2 separate regions of the Mus musculus genome follow, and region 2 is linked to region 1. A link is a contact called in public Hi-C data. All regions are on one chromosome and are shown on one strand. The core of a region is the stretch at or near the end of the contact, and the rest is flanking DNA. Distances in the headings are between cores, read along the strand shown. Region 1 holds the start of Abcg2 (ATP binding cassette subfamily G member 2 (Junior blood group)). Region 2 holds the start of Fam13a (family with sequence similarity 13, member A).

Region 1 (3,244 bases), core at 523-3,022:
GTCAGGAAGCCTACCTGGTGAGCTCCAGACAATAGTGTGAGAGTCTCTGGGAAAACAGGGAGACAGAGTGGATGGCCTGAGAAAGGACACCTGAGGCAGAGGGGAGAGAAGGGAGAGGATGAAGGGAAAGAATTGGAGGAGAAAGAGGAAGACAAAAACAAAAGAAGAGACAGATACACCCTGTGATCACTGATACAAGTTCATAGTCCTTTTCTTCTTAGACTGTCTACCTGGTAGCTGGAGTGTGAGCATGAGAGTGGCTATAATACACCCTTGCACACTAAAGTCCACTCCCTGTAATTATTCCAGGGCTATGAAGAGTTTAAGTCAAACTGATGGAATGATTCATGTAAAGTGAAATGTTTACTTCTTCTTTTAAAACAACAGTTGTCCCTTACTTCCTATGCCTTCTTTTCTCCATTATAATCATGATGAGCTATGAGCCAGGCCAGTTTCCTGAATAAAGACAGTTAGGGTCATAGGCCCTCTGGGAGTCTCACTCTTTCTTTGAAGGATGACTACCTGGAATGCCATCAGAGGGAAGTCACAAAACGTACTCTTTATCCTGCAGGATAACTTGAAGGATTTAGGACATGTTACTTTAATTTCTAGCCATTTCCCCCAGGCTCAATACAAATCAGACATCAACCCAGCTTCCACAGTGTCTCTGATCTCACCAAGACTGCATTCACCCTTCCTGAGAAAATGCACATACCACTGAGATTAATCATCACTGGGGCAGGAGAAATAATCTTGGTCAACCCCTATCCACTCATATCTATTTTAAATAACTGTTATACTACCACCTTTGAATGAATCCCTAAACACTTCAGTTTTCTTTATAAGTAAATGAATTATGAGCTCAAACTCCCTCAGGGACTTCCCAGCGAATGGGAAACGGCTGTAAGGCAAAGGAAAAAAGTAACGATAAAAGTTAAGACTCGACTCTCCACAGAAACCTTTTCAGTATTATTTTGGTAACTACTGTAATAAGCAGGTCAAATTTTAAAGTTAATTATTAAAACTCAATAGCTTGGTATGACAGTGCCCTGGAATAGTCCCAGTGCTGGAATGGCTGAGACATCAGAATTGTTTGAGCTCGAGGTCTTAGGCAGTCTGGGAGTCATAGAAAGACTCCTTCAGTCGAAAATTAATAAATAAACGAATAGATAAATAAATAAATGAAAGTAGAAAAACGGAAAAGAGTAATCAGAATGCATTTCATCCACGCGTGCAACTGACAAAGAACAAAATGTAAGGTCAAAGGCAAAACATAACGATAAAAATAAGATTCAACTCTCCACAGAAAGGTTAGAAAGGGAACCCAGAAAGTAACAATACACCTAAAATTGAGAAACTTTAGGCCCGGGGTTGGGGTAGGTGCTCTTCAGTCCCCTTGAAAACTTCTCCACTGTGGGGCTGACTGTCGTTCAGGCAGTTTAATCTATCCATTCAAGAAGTCTTATCCTTTCCAAACAGTTGGAGCAAACAGGTTTGGACTTTATCCTCCTGCTATCACCGCACCGCACAAGCTTCTGGAGAAATGACTGAACTGTCAGTCCTTGTTTCCTCCTCACTTTCACAACCCACACCACGCGGTCCCCCTCGCCCCCACGCCGAGCCCCACAGGGCCGCCACTCGCCCCCGCGGCGCCTAGCACACTCCCGGAGCTTCCCCGCACTCCGCTCACCTCGCGGTCCCTGGCGGAGCAGCAGCCGCGCCAGAACTCGCACACACTCAGACCTGCACACGCTCGCCCGCCAGGAGCGTCTGCCCGCCCCGCACAGGCGCCCGACCGCCGTGACGTCAGCTCGCGCCGCCCCGCAGCTCGCCGGCAGGAGAAGCCGGTCCCAGGAGCAGCTGGACACATGTGGGCGGGGGGCTTCCTGTGCTGCACAGGCTCCTGGACGGAGGGCGGAGAGCGGAGAGCAGAGAGCCCCGGGTCATGGCGGAGGCAAGGCGCTGACCTGCGATAAGAAGCCTCGGAAAGAAAATATACTCAGAGTACCTTCACCCTGTGAACCTGGAGGACCCACAAGATACCCAAGATGCAATTTAGGCAAATTACTATTATAACTGTGGCAGGCTGGGCTTTGTGTGGACTCTCCCGGGATTTACGGAGATGGGGTGGATGGCCTTTTGATGAGAGGAAGAGAGCTGCTCCTAAAATGATCTGATTCCCTACTTGTTTGGGAACTTTACCAGGCAGCTGCCCAAAATGGAAGGGTCCTATGCTAGAAGTTGGGGACTTCACTTAGGTGGCTGTACAGAATGCCATAGGGAAAAAAGACACTGGAAGACACCAAATTCATCTCATGAGGGTAAAACCTCCTAAATCCAGGTAATCCCGAGAAACACAGCTATGGCTACAGTCTTAGGGTTTCTATTGCTTTGATGAAACACCATGACCAAAAGCAACTTGGGGAGAAAAGGGTTTGTTCTGCTTACACTTACACACCATGGTCAATCATCACATCTCTCCACCTCCCCCTTCAATTATTTTAAATTTTTAATCGAGAAAAATAAATGCATGATCAACTTCTACTCGGGTCATGTTACAAGAAAAAAGTACTGATCATGAGTTTCTCTCCTTAGGAAATCAACAGCTACAATGACTGGCTACATTTTTTTGTCACTGGGATAAAGGTCCCTTTTTCATGTCTTGGTCTTGTTAATAAAAGATTCAATGATTGACACCATGGTCAATCATTGAAAGCAGTGAAGGCAAGAGCTCAAACAGGGCAAGAATCTGGAGGCAGGATCTGACGCAGAGGCCATGGTGGAGTGCTGCTTACTGGCTGTATCATGGCTTGCAAAGTTTATTAGTTTGTTTTATAGAACCTAGGACCACCAGCCCAGGAAAGTCTCCCACCTGCAATGGGCTGGGCCCACCCCATTCATCACTAATGAAGAAAATGCCTTAAGGGCTTGCCTATAGCCAGATATTAAGGACACCTTTTTTCCAATTGAAAGCCCCTCTTCTCAGATGACTCTAGCTTGTGGCAAGTTTAATAACAAGATAGTCCAGGCACTTGACCCTTTGTGAGCCAGACACATCAACACAACACTATTTAACAATAACTTTTCTTTTTTTAACATTCCCAAGATCTTAATAAACATGACAATATAAAACATAAAAGTCAAGTAGTCTTTACAAATCAAGCAATTTAAAAGTTCATTCATTCTCTTGGTTTTTTTTTTCGTTGTTGTTTTTTTTTTTTAATCTAAAGTTTCTTCAAGTGTG
Region 2 (3,244 bases), core at 222-2,721, 380 kb before region 1:
GACCAGAAAGCAAATGTGTGTGTGTGTGTGTGTGTGTGTGTGTGTGTGTGCGCGCGCACGCTCATGCGCGCCCTCACACACTATTTGGCTCACACTTGCACATTAAATTCATGATTTAAAAAAGCCAGGACAGGAACTCCAAGAGGGCAGGAACCTAGAAGCAGGAGCTGATGCAGAACCTGTGGACCAATGCTGCTTACTGGCCTGCTCATCGTGACATGCTTACCTCGATTTGTTATAGAACACAGGACCACCAGCCCAGGGTGGCACCATCCACAATGGCCCTCCCCGTCCAGTTACTAATTAAGAAAAAGGTCTTAAAAGCTATTCTCAATTGAGATTCTTTCCTTCTATGTAACTCTAGCTTGTATCAGGTTAATGCGAAAGTAGGCTGTGTTAGAACTTATTAAATTTGCATAATATGAAATAAATTGTACAAGATGTGTTTCTTGCATTGTATGAAGCCTGTGAACTACAATTACTTCCCTAGAAATAGTGAGTGGCCCTGAAGAAATTACAGGGGCTGGAGAACTGGCTGCTCTTCTGGAGGACCCAGGTTTGGTTCCCAGCATGGCCACTTAGCCATCTGTAACTCTAGTTCCAGAGGATTCAATGCCCTCTTCTGGCCCCCTTAGGCAACAGTCACACATGCCATGCAGATGCAGGCAAACACACACACACACACACACACACACACACACACATATGTGAGATACAAAATAATAAAAGATCATTTACAAGCACTTAGAAAATCTTATTGGAAAAATTGGTTTTGTAAAATATAAGAATATATAATAAGAAACAAATCTCTTCCAAGTGCAGTTGACATTTTGGGTAGAATGTAAAAACAACAAACAGAAGGGCCACACCAGTAGATGTTTTGATCTCCTGAAGACCTGAATCCAGTTAGGGCACCTTGTCCTCTTCCCCTTGAGTGATGTCACCAGGAACTGCTCACAACCTAGTGTAAATAAGTATCTGGGGAAGAAACTGTGGGTAGGGCAAGGGTTCAGGTATTTCGTCAGGAAAAGCCTAGAACAATCTGGAAAAGCTTTCTCTGGCTACTGTTTGGGTAGTTTTTATTTGTTTATTTATTTTAGAAAAAAACAAGGTGCAGTCCAACTTGGGCCTCAAAGAAACGGGACCTTAAGGGACGCTGTCTGTCCTTGACACTGCATTTCCTTGCTGGCTTTTCTTGCACTTTGAGCCATGCAGGATTGGGCTCCTCTGCAGTTATTGGTTGCTCTTCACAGACTGACAGACTTGTCTGGAACCTCTCAGAGGAAAGTTTCAGGTTGCTGGGGCTTGCCAAGCCCACTAAGCAGCGAGCAGAGCAAAGTGGGGTGGGGACAGAAGGAGGAGCGGGAGAAGCGGGAGGAGGATCAGGAGGAGGAGCAGCCTTTCACACTCCACTGCTCCGCCTCTGATTGGCTCTGGGTTTCAGCTGCTTCGCTGGAACAAAAGGTCAAAGTGGACTGCAGTGTAAATGTGGAGGCAGCCGATAAATATCCTTGCCTGCAGCTGGAGGTGGAGAGGCAGTGTCAGCTGCAGCAGGTTGTGTGTTCCGCGGGTCCTGCACACAGGGCTTGACTGGAAGGCACTCGGGGATCCCGTGCAGATTCGCACACGAGGATGGCTTGTGAAATCATGCCGCTGCGAAGGTAGTGTTCTCTGCTTCTTATGCTGTTTGGTATTTTCTGGGCAGCGTACTTGGCCAGTGCTCTCGGCATCATTAGTAACAGGCTGCAAACCTTGCAGTCTGTTCTGCACAGTGCTCTTTCCTCAGACCAGATAGAAACATTTAAATAGCGCACTTCTCTTTCACTGACACTTTTGTGTAGTTGCTCATGATTATTGGGTTCAGCTATACCTTCTTTTAAGGGAAGTGTATTTAAGACAATACCTCTGCAAACCGAAGCAAAGCAAACTGAATGGGCTTCCTGGGTCTCCAGGCTGTTAGAGCTCATAGATGGATCTGATTCTCTGCTCTCTAGGCAAGGACTTTCTTCAAGTATATTGTAGTTATCGGAATAAAGGTTGAGAACAATGTTTTTCCTTGAATAATTCTAGGTAGATTGGTTACCCAAATGACGCTTGGAAAAAAATAACAAAACAAAAACAAAAACCAAAAAGGAAAAAAAAAATGCTGTGTAAGAGTGATAGAGCACAGGGTTCTGGCTTTGCTTTTGAGGACTGTGATGGGGGCAGGGGGTGGGGTGTCTCTCTGAGTCCTATAGAAATAAATAAAGGTAACTAACTGTACATAGCCCTGGCTGTTAGGAAGCACACTGCTGGTGAAGTAGACCCGAGTGCTGAGTGCTGTGTGTTAAAGCCACTACAGAAATCACTGAGTCCTGTCCCCACAGAAAGTCTGAGCCGCCCAAGGTCACAGTTCATAGTTTAAAAACTGACTTGTGCTAATCATATGGTTACATCTGAATTGCAATTACTTAGTGATAGTGACATTTGACTTCATATATATGTTTCATTTACAGTTTTCTATGGAAAATGGTATTGTCAAAAATCAGACAGTAATGGCAATTTATTGAAAATACTTAGATGAAATGAATTTACTGAAAAGAAACAATCCCATGTATATTTTGTTTGTGCTTTAGCAACAGAAATATGATTTTAAAAGTGTATCATTTTTGGTAAAGAGATTCCTTCAGGCTGGCTGTGGTGAGAGCCAGTGTGGTTGTTTTTCTTTTGCTGTCCTGACATGTCCACTGTAATAGGAACTTGATGTGGTGTTCAGAGTACCTTATCAGAGAATTGATACTTAATGTAGAAGAAAGTGCTGTGTAGAGTAATCTATAATTCTACATTGATTTGGTGGAAAAGTCCCCATGCTTGAAATTTCTAAGAGAACAAAACTAATGTACACTTTTTGGAGTTTTAATATCTAATTGTTAGGTTGGGAACTTTTGTCCTTCCAATGATGTCGGTCCTCAAGATCTCTAAGCAGGTCATGTTTTAGATAAAAAGTATTGGCCATTACTAAGCCCTGTTGTAGCTACACAAAAATAGAATGCCTGCTATGTAGAGCAAAAATGACCATGTGAGTTCCTGAAAACTATTTTACATTGTTGGTCGCTATAGTGAAACTAGAAATCTCAGTGTGCATTGCAGAATGCTGAGTCATGACTTTTGTCTCTCTGGTCACTCCTCACCAGCTCACTGTGCACTCAATGTCCCCTTACTTCCAAGCCCCATGGCAGGGATGATTGATCCCCTGGCAATCTTC

What was found. Hi-C and Micro-C count contacts between places; a contact is called where the count stands out from the background.
Region 2: a contact with region 1 is called in a Hi-C map of uterus, with 4 times the contacts expected there. The contact joins the promoter of Fam13a here to the promoter of Abcg2 in region 1. A contact is called at or near these places in 3 of 39 promoter capture datasets (cranial neural crest, liver and second pharyngeal arch cranial neural crest), 2 of 484 Hi-C or Micro-C datasets (myocytes and uterus) and 1 of 115 datasets of contacts at active chromatin or transcription factors (astrocytes).

Annotation. Positions count from the first base shown.
Region 1 is chr6:58,639,074-58,642,317 of GRCm38.p6, reverse strand. It overlaps Abcg2 (ATP binding cassette subfamily G member 2 (Junior blood group)), which reads right to left and starts at 1,772. Exons shown (of 16, transcript NM_001381927.1): 1 at 1,691-1,772.
Region 2 is chr6:59,022,729-59,025,972 of GRCm38.p6, reverse strand. Fam13a (family with sequence similarity 13, member A) reads left to right here and starts at 1,471. Exons shown (of 18, transcript NM_153574.2): 1 at 1,471-1,661. The coding sequence starts at 1,633. It overlaps Gm52905 (a long non-coding RNA gene), which reads right to left. Exons shown (of 2, transcript XR_003956447.1): 2 at 1,063-3,244.